Regions from separate parts of the Mus musculus genome. Here region 2 is linked to region 1. Evidence: chromatin contacts called from public HiChIP or PLAC-seq data. All regions are on one chromosome and are shown on one strand. The core of a region is the stretch at or near the end of the contact, and the rest is flanking DNA. Distances in the headings are between cores, read along the strand shown.

Region 1 (7,352 bases), core at 2,427-4,926:
TGGGCCTCTGAGTCAGCGTGGAGGAGCTCTGCTCCCGAGTCTCCCCAGATGCCCAGCTCCTTGTGTGTCTGAGAGCTGTGCAGACAACACAGCCACGCATCCGCATCCCCATGATCAGGGCAGAGAGAGCAGAAGTAAAAGTCTATAGAGAGCAGCAACTCTCTCCTCCAATGCAGGCTGCAGAAGGCTTTTATTAAAAATCCTTTTCAAAGGAGCCAGACCCAAACCAAACAAAAATCCCAAGCCTTGGTTTAATTTGAGCAGCATTTTTTTTTTCTAACCCTAAGATTCAGAAGCCGGACACACACGTCATTGTGTGTTCTGGGCTAGAGAAACTTAGAGGAATTTCAAAGTCAGAAGTCTCTTGGCTTTTTGTTTTTTCTTCAGACACATATAGTTGTCACATCTGTAAATTCCTGGCTGTTAGCAGTTGGGTAGGGAGGGACAGGGAAGGGCATGAGCTGGGCACCTATTCTCAAACACCCAGCTGAGACATCCATGAAAGCTGCCTGTAGAATCCTATAAACGAGGCTCTCTCTCCCTGCCATCCACACAGTTGCTAGTGAGCAGGGGACTTGTTCTCTGTCTATTGTTGTATCCCTGAATGAACTCGGCAGGGAAGCAGGGATATATTCTGGATCAGGTAAACCTGCTCCCTCGTGTGTGTACCAGAGCGAGGGCCTCCATCATGGACTGGGCGTCTCATTTTAGTCTAACAAAAGTCAGGTGCTGGTTGTTTTCGCTTACTACGTCGTTCTGAAATGTTTGCTTGAGAGTTTGTTCTAAAGAAAAATAGTAAGTAGAAGCAAACTTCTCCTGATTCGCGCTACGCTAACCTATAAAACTGAAAAGCCAAGGGTATATAGGTAGCGGGTAAACTATCATGACCTCAGGAACCAGCACTAACCTCTTCAAAGTGCATGCCATTTCCACAGTGTTTTCAGCAGGATGTGACCATGCCTACCTACGGTCAGATGCCATGTGCTAGTCATGTCTGCCTATGGCCCCATGCCGTGTGCTGGTCATGTCTATCTATGGTTCCATGTCATGTGCTGGTCATGTCTGTCTATGGCCCCATGCTGTGTGCTGGTCATGTCTATCTATGGTTCCATGTCATGTGCTGGTCATGTCTGTCTATGGCCCCATGCCGTGTGCTGGTCATGTCTATCTATGGTTCCATGTCATGTGCTGGTCATGTCTGTCTATGGCCCAATCCTATGTGGGGGTCATATCTGTCTATGGCCCCATGCCACACTCTGGTCATGTGTGCCTATGGCCCCATGCCATGTGCTGGGGACCTTTTTAATTGCTTCTTTATCATATTTGTCCTGAATGAAGACAGATTTCTACTGATGAACACCACTAGTCACATAAAGATATACACAAAACAATTAGTCTGGGGTAGGAGAGAGCACCTAGTTAGGTTTAATGGGTTGAGTCCTCTCCATAAATATCATTTCTCTTGTTGCAATGATTAAGTCACATTGACCATTGCAGGATGTCACCAAACTGCAAGAGGAAACTGAAAATAAAAAATGAATTTGTCCTTCATTATAACCTCTTTGAGTACTTATTCTTGAAGCCCCTCCCATCTCCTTTTCTGGCTTTCTTAAGGGAGTCCCCACTCCTATTAGCTGAACCCTTCCCTCTCACACTACTGGCTAAGTCTAAATAAATAGCAATTTGTTTCATAATCAAAACTGACTTATTCTGTGTGTGTTATATACCTTGAAATAAAATTTGTGGCATGTTTAATATATTTAGGATCTAATAATGATGACAGAAATAATTAACCAGTCCAGCTTTAATTTCTTTTGTTTCTGAGGGTCATTGTGAACTTGAGCAAGTTAAGTCATCTAAGGCACACCCCCTCCCCGAGAGCAATCCGGAACAGGAATGAGAAAGGGGGTCTCAGTGTTCAAACCATCCCCTGGCTAGTCCAGTAAATAGGCATATCATGAGCCTCTACCCCTTTTCAAGTCCAAATGACCCTGACAGGAGGAGTCTTGGCATTGCTGATGGCGGCCAGTTTGCAAACCTCACTCTTTCCAACTTTACACAAAATTGTTTGCAGGCTGTGTCTAGTGCAACTGAAGGGGAAAAGAAAAAGAAAGAGAGAGAGAGAGAGGGAGAGAGAGAGAGAGAGAGAGAGAGAGAGAGAGAGAGAGAGAAAGAGAGGAAGAGAAAGAGAAGGGAAAGAAGAGAAAGAGAAGGGAAAAAAGAGAAAGAGAAAAATAAAAAGGAAAAGAAAAAGAAAGAGAAAGAGGAAGAGGAAGAGGAAGAGAAAGAGAAAGAGAAAGAGAAAGAGAAAAAGAAAAAGAAAAAGAAAAAGAAAAAGAAAAAGAAAAGGAAAAGGAAAAAGAAAAAGAAAAAGAAAAAGGAAGCCAGTGAACGAAGCAGAAATGTTTGTGTTAGATTCAAAACAGACAGCAAAGAACAAATATACAGGCCATGAGTCTTCCACAGGACAACAGCTACTGTTGAAAGACTCAGATTTCCTGACCTGCCCTGGAAAACTAAAAAATGTGACATTATAGTCACGAGAATACTAACAGCCTGGCAGACAAGCATCTATCAACTCAAATTCCAAATCAGCAGGGTGCAGCTATGACTGGTGTCAGAAGGACACCAAGCCTCTTTATTGGCCCCTTCATGCCAAAACCCCTCTGCTTGGATGAATATGAATTAAATCCATAAGCTTTTCTATTTTCCAAGCATGACCTCCAAACTCATTTTATGTCTTAACTATTTATCTTCTTCGTCCCATTAATCTTTCTTGGTTTAACACATTCCCTGTTGTTTTTAGAAAGGCACACACACACACACACATACACACACACACACACACACACGCACACACGCACACGCACACACACACACACACACACGCACACACACGCTCGCGCACACATGCACACATCGCAGGGGTTGGGGTGGGGGAAGGCTCAGATTGCCACTGTGCATACCTTAGGAATCCTAGCCCTTTGCTATAAATGTGAAAAAGCTGTGGAGAATTCACTGACAGGCCACTCCCTTCCTGGAACCACAATCAAAACTCAAAGGGTATGTACATACTGTAGACAAACTAAAAAGAAGTCATCAATGTTTTATAATACTCTGGGAAGTAAAAGCACAGAAAGTGGTCAGAACGATATCTGCTCACACGGAAGGCTATCAGTGAGCTCACTCCCAACGCCCTCCCCCCAGTGTTATATTTCAAGGGTGTCATATAGATGGTCTCAAGCACTTTGTCCTTTGTCCCTCACTCCATATTAGTTTTATAGCTAAGCACATCTGTTTATGAATATTCTCCAAAATGCTGTCCCTCCAAGAGACATGGCTAGGCTAGACTATAATTTAGATGATGATGTCACTAAGTTTGTTCTTCTTAGTTGCTAAAATACGGTCAACAAAACTTTTTATTCATTAACCCATGTATGTACCCACATTTCCACACAATGCCACAATGGAACACACACACACACACACACAACGAGGAAGTTCTCTTTTTCTCTTTAAAAATATGTAGGAAAAAACAAGACCATGTCAACCCAAGTGCTGGAATCCTGTGCTTCCCATGCAGAGTTGACCATTTGCAGCAGCGTTATAGATGCTGTGTCTGCCGTCTCTTCACATCTCCAGTACAGCCCCCACAGCTGAACAAAGGCCCAGCTGTATAAACCAAAGAACACAGTTAAGGGACGGATAAAACAGGGAGGGCTGTCTGACATGCTGACCACTGTCGGAGCTTATGAGGATAAAGGAGCCTTGGTGGAGAAAAGTAATCACCCATTGCTGCTCCCCCCTTAACCTCATTACCACATGGGGAAATTTTTTTCCACTATCCAAACTCCCCATTCCTGTCCCCCACAACTGAAAGACCTTTGTGTTCCAAGAAGGCCAGAACCTCCCCGACCTTCCCCACCCTGATCCTCCCTTCTTTGCTCCTTTTATTTTGTGGACTTGTTTTGTTTTGTTGCTGCTGGCAAGTTTGAGGACAGATGATCAACCGGACCCCTTAAATGCTGCCTCTCCTCCACCACTCCACCACTGGTTTTTATGGCTGAACAACCTAATCTTGGCTTCAAATTAATGATTTAAGCTTAAAGACTTATAGAAGATGATACACTCTATTTAAAAATGCAAATGTGTATAATTGAGGTAAACTGAATGACAACATCGTTGTACTTCTTGTCGGATGCATATGTAGAGGGGAGTTTATCTATGGACACTCTACAGAGTATCTACCAACTGTGAGATGAGACTGCAGTGGGGAAGAAACCCTGAAGACGTGTCCTGGGGATGCCAGGATGTACTTCTAAACCTCATGTTTGCTATCTTTACATACTAGATTGACATTATTTACAAAGGACCAGAGCCAAATTCCTACCAAGATTGCTACCATAACTGCATTGGTTAAAGAGTCAGCCAAACACACTAAATACCAAGGAAATCCCTGGGTGAAAGCCAACAGACATGTACAGACAAAGATGTATCATATGCAAAGCTAGTTCTGTTTCGGGGTGTCCTTTGAGGTTGGGACAAATATTTGAACATTATTAAATCCTCTATTGATCCACAGCCCCGGAGCAGCACTGTACTTAAAGGAACCTCAGAGATCTTTCGTTTCCAAATGGGGTAAACCCTCATTACTGTGTCCATACACACGCAGTTCTATTCAACACTAAATGGATGTTTGACATAGAAAGTAGTTTCCTTAAAGCAAATGCCCAGCCATCAATGCTTCCAGAGGCTGCCTCCTTCATCGCCCGTGTCTGTGGCCGGTGTGGAAATAGCCATTCACATTCCTCCTTATTGCCTGTGGCATACTCGTTTAGGAATAAGTGAGGAAGTATCTTCCAGTACTTGGTTGCCATGAAACAAACAGATCAAAGGGTATAAGAAACAAACAAACAAACAAACAAACAAAACAGTACTGACCAATGTCATATCCAAGTCCTCAAAATGAAATGGAATACATAGGAACAATATGCATATAGAGGGAGACATCTCTCTTTAAAGAAATACCTGGATGCTTACTTCTGTATACCATTACAATCTTTCCTCCTTCCCTTTGCTTAACATGCTTGACCCTCCTGACCTATACACAGATCAACCAGCTATCATTTAACATTTTCTTCAAAATACAGAAAATTAATAATCTGAAAAATTAAACTAACACTAAGACACCATGTAAACAAATGATTCTCCTCCAGAAAAAATTAATCATGAGAAACACATGTCCAAAGCAAACAAGTCGACAAAGGTTTTCAACAGCCTTATTTATCATAGCCAAAAAAAGAGGAAACAAACCAAGTATCTATAAGTTGATTAATGGTAAAAAATGTGATATATGCATAGTAGAATATTATTTTATAACAAATAGGAGCAAGGTACCGATGGATATAAGAATGCCCAGGAACCTAGAGAACACTGTGTTGTGTGACAGTGCCCAGGAATCTATAGAACACTGTGTTATGTAATTGAATACATCTGGTCACCAAGAATGAAATACTTTCATTGCTTATGTACATTGTCCAGAATAGCTAAATTTATATCACAAAAGTAGACACGTCGGGCTTGGCTAACTGGAAAAAGACTGGCAGAGAGCAGTGACTGTCTGCAAAAGGTACAAGACGTCATCAGAGGGAAGGAACACTGCAAATTTAGATTGTGATTATGCAAGCATCATTATAGATATATAGATATAGAATTATGTCTTTATGAATTACACATTAAAATCTATACTTTGTGGCATCTGAATTGTATTTCAAACAAATAGTATCTTAAATACTACTTAGAAACTTACACTAAAGTCAGTATTGTCTTCATTTTACCTTCGACAGAGGACTAGGGATATGACTGAGTAAGTTCTCCTGGTTAGAATGTGGCAGAACCTGAATTTGGAGCTAGCCTTGGTTCTAAACACAGTAGACCCTCCTGTGATTTATTTGGTTTTCCTTTTCAGTTTCAGGGACCCAGCATCAACCACTGGTTGAAAACATTAACTGGAAAGTCCCAGGGATGCGCAGTTTGAAATTTAAGCCACGGCACTGTTCAGAGTCCTATGAAGAGGCTCCTTGTTTTACCTACAGCCTCAGATGCAAGTCCTCCCTCCACGTAGCGTGCCTGTGGTATATACACCGTCAGCACATTAGACATTCAGCATCCATCTGCAGGTCAGCAATGGCATGATGCTTATGTTCAAGTAGGCTCCACCTGCTCACAAGGCCTACTTAGTACTTAGTACTCATACAGTACTCCATCACCATCTCCATCTCCTCACAGGGACCTCAGTCTACGCCTGTGTTCCATCTCCATCTCCATCTCCATCTCCATCTCCATCTCCATCTCTCCATCTCCATCTCCATCTCCAGCTCCATCTCTCCATCTCCATCTCCATCTCCAGCTCCTCACCGGGACCTCAGTCCCTGGCTGTGCTCCATCTCCATCTCCATCTTATCACACAGATTTCTGCCCAGGTCTATGCTCCATCTCACCTCGGTTCATTCCATATCATCCCAGGTAGAGTGATGGGTGAACTCCTAAGTACTTTGAGAGAGCGGTGACCATATTCCCTAACCTGTCCAGTCTTGTTTTAATTGCTCTGTTATGGTATATCAATCCCTTTGGCTCTATTATTGTGCCCAACTATCAATTAAGCTTTAGCATAGGTATGCATAGACAGAAAAATAAACTGTATACTGGGCTGAAAACCAGAGAGTCCTGGATTAAGCTTCCCGTAGATGAGGGCAAACACTGAATCATCACATTTTCCTAATCAATTACAAGTCAGATATGGAATGGCTTTCCATAACAGAACTCAAATGTATGCCTTATGTCTGATTTTTTTGATGGTGATGAGAGTCTATAAACTAGGACTATGGTTTCATAGCTTAACCTGGCTACAAAGTCTGTCTCGAAACAAGGCCAGCACTCACACCCCCACCAGTAAAATACAAATGTCTTCATTTCTATTATAGTCACCTCTGTTCAAGCTGCGGGCAGACACTGTAGTTAAATCTCCATTGGAGTAAATACTTTTCTTCTACCTTTTCCTTTATGATCCTTTAATGTACTTTCTCTGAATGCAAGTTTTGTACCAATAAAGTTATCAAGTAAAGCAGAGATAAGATAGCTCATTGCAACAGCCACGCACTGTGACATGTCCCCAGGGAGAGAACCACATTTTAATCTTAACTCTAACTGCCTGTTTCTCTTACGTGGGGCTATTTTCTCACAGCCAGAGCCTTTATCCTGGGGAAACAAATCCCGACTTCTTCCTTTAGCCTCGAGTCCATCCTTGCAAAGTTGGGACACTTCTAAGCAAATCATAACCTCTGCAAGTAGCT
Region 2 (7,352 bases), core at 1,249-3,748, 770 kb after region 1:
AGACAGGCAAAAGGATTCCTAGGATTCCTGTCCAGCCACCATAACCAAGCTATTGGGTTCCAGGCCACTGAGTGTTCCTGTCTGGAAAAACAAGGACGATGTTTACTGAGGAAGCTTCTGCAGCAAGAGGGCAGAGGTTGACCTCTGTCCTCACAGACACACACATCCATGCACACACATGCATGCACACACGCATGCATGCACACACTCATGCTGACCTCTCCCAAATAAAAAGGAACCATGTCGGCAGGCTGCCCGCTCGTCTGTACAACATCACCAATTGTTTCTGGGTCTCCAGCCTGGTGTTCAACATCACAGATTCAGAAATTATTAGTTACAGAGAAACAGAGAGCACCTGGTTTCTATTGCTGACCTATTTTCAATAGAATTCCCAGCTTTAGGGGTGCCACAGGGGGAACGGAGAGGTGGCTCAGTGCTTATGTGTACACCTGCCCTCACAGCACATGGACGGCACAATTAAAAATAAAACTGAGTCTTTGATGGGAAAGGAGGCCATAAGAATACAGAGAGGCCTCTAATATGATGGAGTCTCTGTCCTGGTGGGAGCATTCACAGAGCGTAAGGGCAACTGCGATTCAGAGACAAGGGAGGGCTCTCTTAGAAGAACACTCAACTCTGTAACTTCAAGACTCACGCTGACATCCTCCACTTCAGCTCAGGTCACAGGTTCTGTGACTGCCACTGCAAAAGACTGCATGGCCACGCAATGCTCTGACACACTGCACGGCAATGCAGCCTCCGCTCTCTGCTCCTCTACTGACCAGGCTGACTGACTTTGTCAAGGATCAAGAACTGTCGGTCAAGCTTCCTCACTCCTTAGTTCTCTGATCCTCCAAATTCCTTCTGTAATCAAAAGACCAAGACCAAACTACTGACCTGCCACTCGCCCTAAGAAAGGCTCTGAGTGACATGCAAGAACCCAGGACTCTGCTTTGTCTCATGGTGAAAGTCTGGAGAGTGCCAGAAGTCCTTGGTTTGGGTGGCTCCTTCAAAGACATGCGATGGCCACAAACACTCACAAAACCCTGGAGGAGGCCTCTCAAGAGCAAGGCAGGCCTTTGCGCTATAACATAATCTTTGATGGCCCTGAAGAACGTGTTTACTTAAATTCACAAAAGAGGGCTGGCTTTGCTCTGTTTCACCAACAGATTAGGGTTTCAAAGAAATACTGGCAATGTAGGTCATTGTTTTATTCTCTTTTAACGAGCTTTGAAGCTTCGATGAAATCTTATCAGGGTGTCAAGATTTTAAAACTCCCACCTGTACCTCGTTCCTTCTAGAACTCTTTTGAGCAGTTGCGGCCTCCTCCTCATGCATGCTGGGCTCTAGCTATGAGAAACCCTGCCAGCCACTGCTCCGTCCTTACTGCCTCTCTGGTAGGCAGACTCAAAGCAGACATGAATTCCTAGGGATCGATTATAAGAACCAGCAATGCAATTGCAGGCAGCCTCTCTCAGACCCTCCATTTTTCTAGCCGTAATTCTCCCAGAGTTTACTCACTGGGCTCTTTTTAAAAGGCGTGCAAATCTCAACACTGTGGCCATTGAACACCACAAGTGTGACTGTAAAGAGAGCCCAGCAGAATGAAAAGACTGTACTCTCCCGTTTGTCAACAGGGGGCTTCTGTGTAATGCTCCCTCTGCATCCAGGTCTGTGTGCTTGCTTGTCTGTTCTGGAAATGAATGCATCAAACCATGGCACACCAGAAACTGCCCGAAGGTCAAAGGCAGCCAATAAGTACGTTCTGCAAACCCCTAGTCTCCTGACATGGCATTCTGCTTTCTTCCGATCACCACAACTTTGTCCCTCGTAGATGGTTTCTCTGTAAACCAACTAACCAACCCCAGTTCCTATGACAACAAACAGCCCAAGCAACGTGGCAAATTCTCAGATAGAATATGCTCTCACAGCTAACTTCACGCACTCTTTGGAAGTAATGGAGTTATTCCTAATGTCTCTGTGTATTCTACCCAAACTTCAGACTGTCTTGGCTGTCAGTGTAATACTGCACTAACTCCCAAAAACCAATGAAGCAAATCCAACAGGAGGCAGACAACAGGACTGGTAGTCAGAACTCAAGGCAAGCCTCTGATCTAGCTCAACATTTAAATATAAATATTAATATATTTAATAGTAATAACAATAAGGCTCAGAGAACACATGGTATGGATTTGCATCCCAGCAATACTCCCCTTTTACCTTCCTGGAAAGTTGGAGGTAAAATTTTTTATCAAATAACTCAAAAAGAACTTGCCGCAGAAGTGTGAGTTTTCCCAGCCCAATGTCCCAATTATCTAGCATGTTGAGCGCAATATGTCTTTGAATTCCTTATAATTCCTACCCTCCATCTCATGTGGAATTCTATTAATTCTATTTTCATAGGATGAAGTCATCGAGGGTGGAAACTATGACTTAGCGGGGAGGATTGGAACACTGCTGTGTCTCAGCCTGTGCTCTGGCACACAGGGACGCGTGAATGGAAGTCTTCTGCAGGCATCGATCTCTTGCTATAAAAGGGGGATATTGTGTTTCCTCTGCCCAACCGTATTCTCTGCCCACTGTGGAGAGAAGCCTGTTTGCTTTACCAAGTGTGGCTTGCTTTCCCACTCCTGGTATCAGGGCAGATGAAATCAAGCGCCCACTGAGTGGAGTTCCCATTGTCTGTGTGAATCATCCATCTGTCGTAAGAAGCCAAGTTTGAAATTATGGGTTGTAGATATGAGGTGCATGGCTAAATAATATGGTGCTGAGAGTGTCGGACTTTCCTGAATGTCCACTTATATGATCAGTGGGGACCTTTGAGTCTTCCCATGCAGGTCCAACTTAATGCACTAGGAGGTGGTCCACACACCACACTCAAGCCCTTATTCTGAAAGCACAGTTTATCTGTGAGCATCCACATTCTCTCTCATTTCCACCCACAGATTCTAAATCCTTTGTGGAATTTGAAATAATTCCCGGTGCCATGACACAGACTACAGATTCCACAGGAGCGCACGATGCAGACATCCAACTGGGAACCTCTCATCGGTGCCTAGATGTGGCAGACATCTAGCACAGGACAGCCATCTTCGGGGAAAACCACTGCAAACGTTTTCTTTATTGTTTGAGAACTTTACACTCTCATACACTGTGTTTTGATGAAGCCCATCCCCCACCCGGGATGGTTTACCACTCTAGAGGAGGTAGGTCCTGGGAGAATAGATCCTAAAAATGAGGTGGACGAATGCCTCATTCACAGCCATCTTTATTCGGGGCATCTGGCAGTTTATACCCTGAGGGGTAAGAAAGGTCACCTGTGTAAAGTTCTCATGAGTTCAAGCTGTATATAATCAAAGGGACAAGCTGCATGGGGAAGCAACATGCATTTCCATAGAGGCAAACGATCGATAAGCAAACGATAGCCAACTGCAGTGAATAATCTGAAGCAAACTCACTCCAATCTGCTACACCTGGGCGGGGCATGAAAGCCCATTCCAAGAGCAATTGTCTCTTGTCTGGTTGGAGTTTTCTCCCCCCACCCCCCATGACTCCATTCTTGGACCGTGTTCCGACACAGGATGATTGCACAGGGTAGCCAGCTTGGTTCTGCCCATTCTGCTTCCAGTCTTGCAAAAGAGTTGACTCTCAAGTGTCAGCTCCTTGCTATCTCAAGACTTTGAACTCTCAAGCTAGAGATGTGTGGTGTTAGCGCTGGTGAGAAAACTCCGCCTCCGCCTCCGCCTCCGCCTCCGCCTCCGCCTCCGCCTCCGCCTCCGCCTCCTCCTCCTCTCCCCAGAATGCTAAGAACAAATCTGTTCCCAACTTGGGTTTCAGGAGCTGAAGAGATGACTCAGCATGTAAGAACACTGTGGGTCTTGCAGAGGACCTGGGTTCAATTCCCAGTGCCCATACGGTGCCTCATAAAAATGGGTAACTCTAGTTCCAGGTGATATGATGACCTCCCTGACCCTCTCGGACACTGCACACATGTGATGCACATACAGACACTCAACCAAAATACCCATACCCATATAATAATAATAATAGTAGTAGTAGTAGTAGTAGTAATAATAATAATAATTAAGTGGAGCTTTGAGGAACCCAGGGAACTGTTGCTGTACATTAGTATTAAAATAGTTGATGAAAAAGCATTTTTAAAGATCTATTTTATGTTTAGCTATGTGTATGTGTCTGCATGGGTAGGTAGGTATGTTCGTGAGGGCTGGTTACCTCAGAGACCAGAGGACTGGATCTCCTGGAGCTGTGCGCTACTCAGCATGGATGCTGGGAACTGAACTTGGACCCTTGGTATAGACTCTCAACCATGAAGCTGTCTCTCCAGCCCCAGAAAAACATGTTTATACCTCACTTGAGTGTCAATTTTTAGTGTGTATGTGGAGAGATGGTGTAGATCAGGTTGTGTGGCAGATGTTAGTCACCTTCCTGTCACGAGTGGGGAATAAAGTTTATTCTGGAAAGACAGTGGTTTTCTTCAGTTAAGAATCAATAGCAGACATATTCCTCTTTCTAGGGAAAGGGAAATAAAATAAAATAAATCTCCCCACAGTTTCCCCACCACTATGTAATACCTGGTGGTCTGGAGGCCCAATGCAGAACTCAGTGTGCTGACTTCCTAAACAGGTTTTTAGTTACTGGCTGGTGGTTGTGCACACCTTTAATCCCAATACTTGAGAGGTAGAAACAAGCAGATCTCTCTGACTTCAAGGCTAGCCTGGTCTACAGAGTTCCAGGACAGCAGGGACTGTATAGGGAAAAACCTCTTTCAAAAAACAAACAAAACCAACAAATACAATATATTTTCATCATTTTCCTTTCCCCAGTTTCTTCCAGATCCTCCTCAACTTTCTCTTGCTTTGTGTTTTAATAATAAACTGAATTTGAGGGGGCCATGTCACTCTGTGTATAAACATGTTCAGAGTGACCCAGGGTTCCCTGGAGCATCTGTACAGACAGGTGGCTGGGCCCTGGAAAGACTTCATGATCAGCGTTTGTAAAGAATGGGTTGGTCTCCAGCACTTGCATGAGTCTTTTCCTTGTGGCTGTTTAAAAAGAGAGGCAGAGTTAAATCGCGTCCATACTCGTGAGTCTGACAACTTCTCATCTACCCCACAGGAACTCTCCCACTAAAGAATAACAATTTGGCTGGAGAGTTGCAAGTTCGGGGTTAGAGCCAAGCAGAGGTGCATGCTAGTGCATGCTTCAGCAGCCAGAGGCCAAGGCTGTGAGTTTGGGGGGCCACAGAAACTAAAACAAAGCAAAAAAAAGATAGCCTGGAGTGCTGAAGAGCTCCCTAACTGTCCTGCCAGCCACCAGACTAGAGGCTTCCATCAGAAGATCAGGAGTGAAGGGGTAGTTTCTGAGTGTGCAACCATGAGAGCCTGTGCCCTGCCCACACCCCTCCTTCTGAAGCCACTGGAGGGGCAGAGGTGGCAGCGGAGGGGAGGTTGGAGTGCACTTAGCTCATTTTGGAAACTTTCACTGTATGATTTTTCATGTCGCCTACTGCACTTAGAGTATATCCTTGGGTGTAAAACCCCAGAGGCCACTGTTCTCCTGATACTCAGGGACCAAAACTGCCACCTAGTCACCCTTTGAAAACTCCTATGATTGGTGTTGGGGGTGGGGGCAGGAAGTGATAAATGACATCTCTCAACAAAGGACACACTGAGTTTCCAAGAAAAGTAGACTCTTAAGTGAATTTCTGGTAAATTCGAATGGTTCTGCTGATGAACTGAAGAAAGGTCAGCAAGTGTGTGCTCAGAGAAGAGCTGCGAGACCCTGAAGGCCCAGCTGGCCTGTCAGGCACAGGGCAACGTGCTCTACTCAGACCTCGAGGCTGTTGGCAACACGGCCTTCACTGCTTACTGCCCAGGAATACAAGATGGAGAGCAAACTACTCAGCCTGGTACAAGAGCAGCACAAGAAGGCAGCAGCCTCCTTACTCTTTGTCCTGTAGTGAACGGCTCATGGAAAGGCTGGAATGTCCCACAGTGGGGAGGTCGGGAGGGGGGCTGTGTTTCCCAAACTTTAGTTCATGTGATCACTGTACCTGGAATTCCTGCCTGCCCCAGCCCCCGTCTTGAGGGGCGAGTTCAAGGATCTTCTCCAAGAAGCTGCCTTTTCCTCCTCCATGTGGGCCCCGAAACCATCAACGCCCCTTTTCCTCCTCCATGTGGGCCCCGAAACCATCAACGCCCCTTTTCCTCCTCCATGTGGCCCCCGAAACCATCAACGCCCCTTTTCCTCCTCCATGTGGCCCCCGAAACCATCAACGCCCCTTTTCCTCCTCCATGTGGCCCCCGAAACCATCAACGCCCCTTTTCCTCCTCCATGTGGCCCCCGAAACCATCAACGCCCCTTTTCCTCCTCCATGTGGCCCCCGAAACCATCAACGCCCCTTTTCCTCCTCCATGTGGCCCCTGAAACCATCAACGCCAAGACGACCTCCAACCTCTAAGGCGGCACGTGGAGCTAGGGAGGCAGCTCAGTCAGTGAAAGGCGCAGGTGCGAGCCAGGCCCTGGGATCCGTCTTAGGTGACGCTACCCAAAGTAAGCTGGGGAGGAAAGGGTTTACACTTGAGGGCTTGGCATGGCTTACACTTCCGCATCACTGTTCATCATCAAAGAAAGTCAAGGCAGAAACTCAAACATGGCAGGAACCTGGAAGCAGAAGCTGATGCAGAGGCCATGGAGAAATGCTTGCTCCCCATGGCCTACTCAGTCCACATTCTTATGGAACTCAAGACCACCAGGCCAGGGATGGGCGCTTCTGCATCAACCATTAATTAAGAAGGTGCCCTATAGGCTTGTCCACAGCCCAGTTTTACGGAGGCATTTTCTCAATAGAGGTTCCTTCCTCTCAAATAACTCTAGCTTGTGTCAAGTTGACATAAAGATTATCCCAGAGTAGGTTCTATACTCAAAAACCACGTTTTTAAAAGCCAGGCAAGGTGGCACATACTCGTAATCCAGCACTAGGATAAGTGGATGCCTGCTGCTCGCTGGACAGCCAGTCCAGCTTGCTTGGCAAGCTCCACACCAGGGAGAGACCCTGTCTCCAAAACACAGAACATGGATAGCACCTAACAATTATAGCTGAGGTCGTCTTCTGGCCTCTACAAGCACACAAACAAATACACACACACACACACACACACACACACACACACACACACACACACACCCCTGCTTAATTATTAACTTATTGATTTTTAAAACGTAAGCTATAAATACTAACAAGAAGGGGGAGGGAGCCCTTGACCTTCCATATTCCCAGTGGGGGTCAGCTTACCAAGCAACTCCAAGCAATGCTCCTTGACTCAAAACCC

Evidence for each region. HiChIP or PLAC-seq counts read pairs in DNA pulled down with a chosen protein or histone mark.
Region 2: a contact with region 1 is called in an H3K27ac HiChIP or PLAC-seq map of oligodendrocyte precursor cells, with 6 times the contacts expected there. The contact joins two enhancer-like sites. A contact is called at or near these places in 2 of 115 datasets of contacts at active chromatin or transcription factors (differentiating embryonic stem cells and oligodendrocyte precursor cells) and 1 of 9 other capture datasets (embryonic stem cells).

The regions. Positions count from the first base shown.
Region 1 is chr6:144,166,290-144,173,641 of GRCm38.p6, forward strand. The region is part of intron 1 of Sox5 (SRY (sex determining region Y)-box 5); the gene reads right to left. Among named protein-coding and RNA genes, the nearest start is that of Sox5, 40 kb to the right of the region's middle. Within about 2 kb of position 3,677, at least 23 of the 459 cell types and tissues checked have an H3K27ac peak or open chromatin away from gene starts, as enhancers often do. A contact at or near this core is called in oligodendrocyte precursor cells, where this site is marked.
Region 2 is chr6:144,937,418-144,944,769 of GRCm38.p6, forward strand. It overlaps Gm46721 (a long non-coding RNA gene), which reads right to left. Exons shown (of 3, transcript XR_001785412.2): 1 at 7,316-7,352; 2 at 6,476-6,578; 3 at 3,209-5,063. Among named protein-coding and RNA genes, the nearest start is that of Gm46721, 3.9 kb to the right of the region's middle. Within about 2 kb of position 2,499, at least 11 of the 459 cell types and tissues checked have an H3K27ac peak or open chromatin away from gene starts, as enhancers often do. A contact at or near this core is called in oligodendrocyte precursor cells, where this site is marked.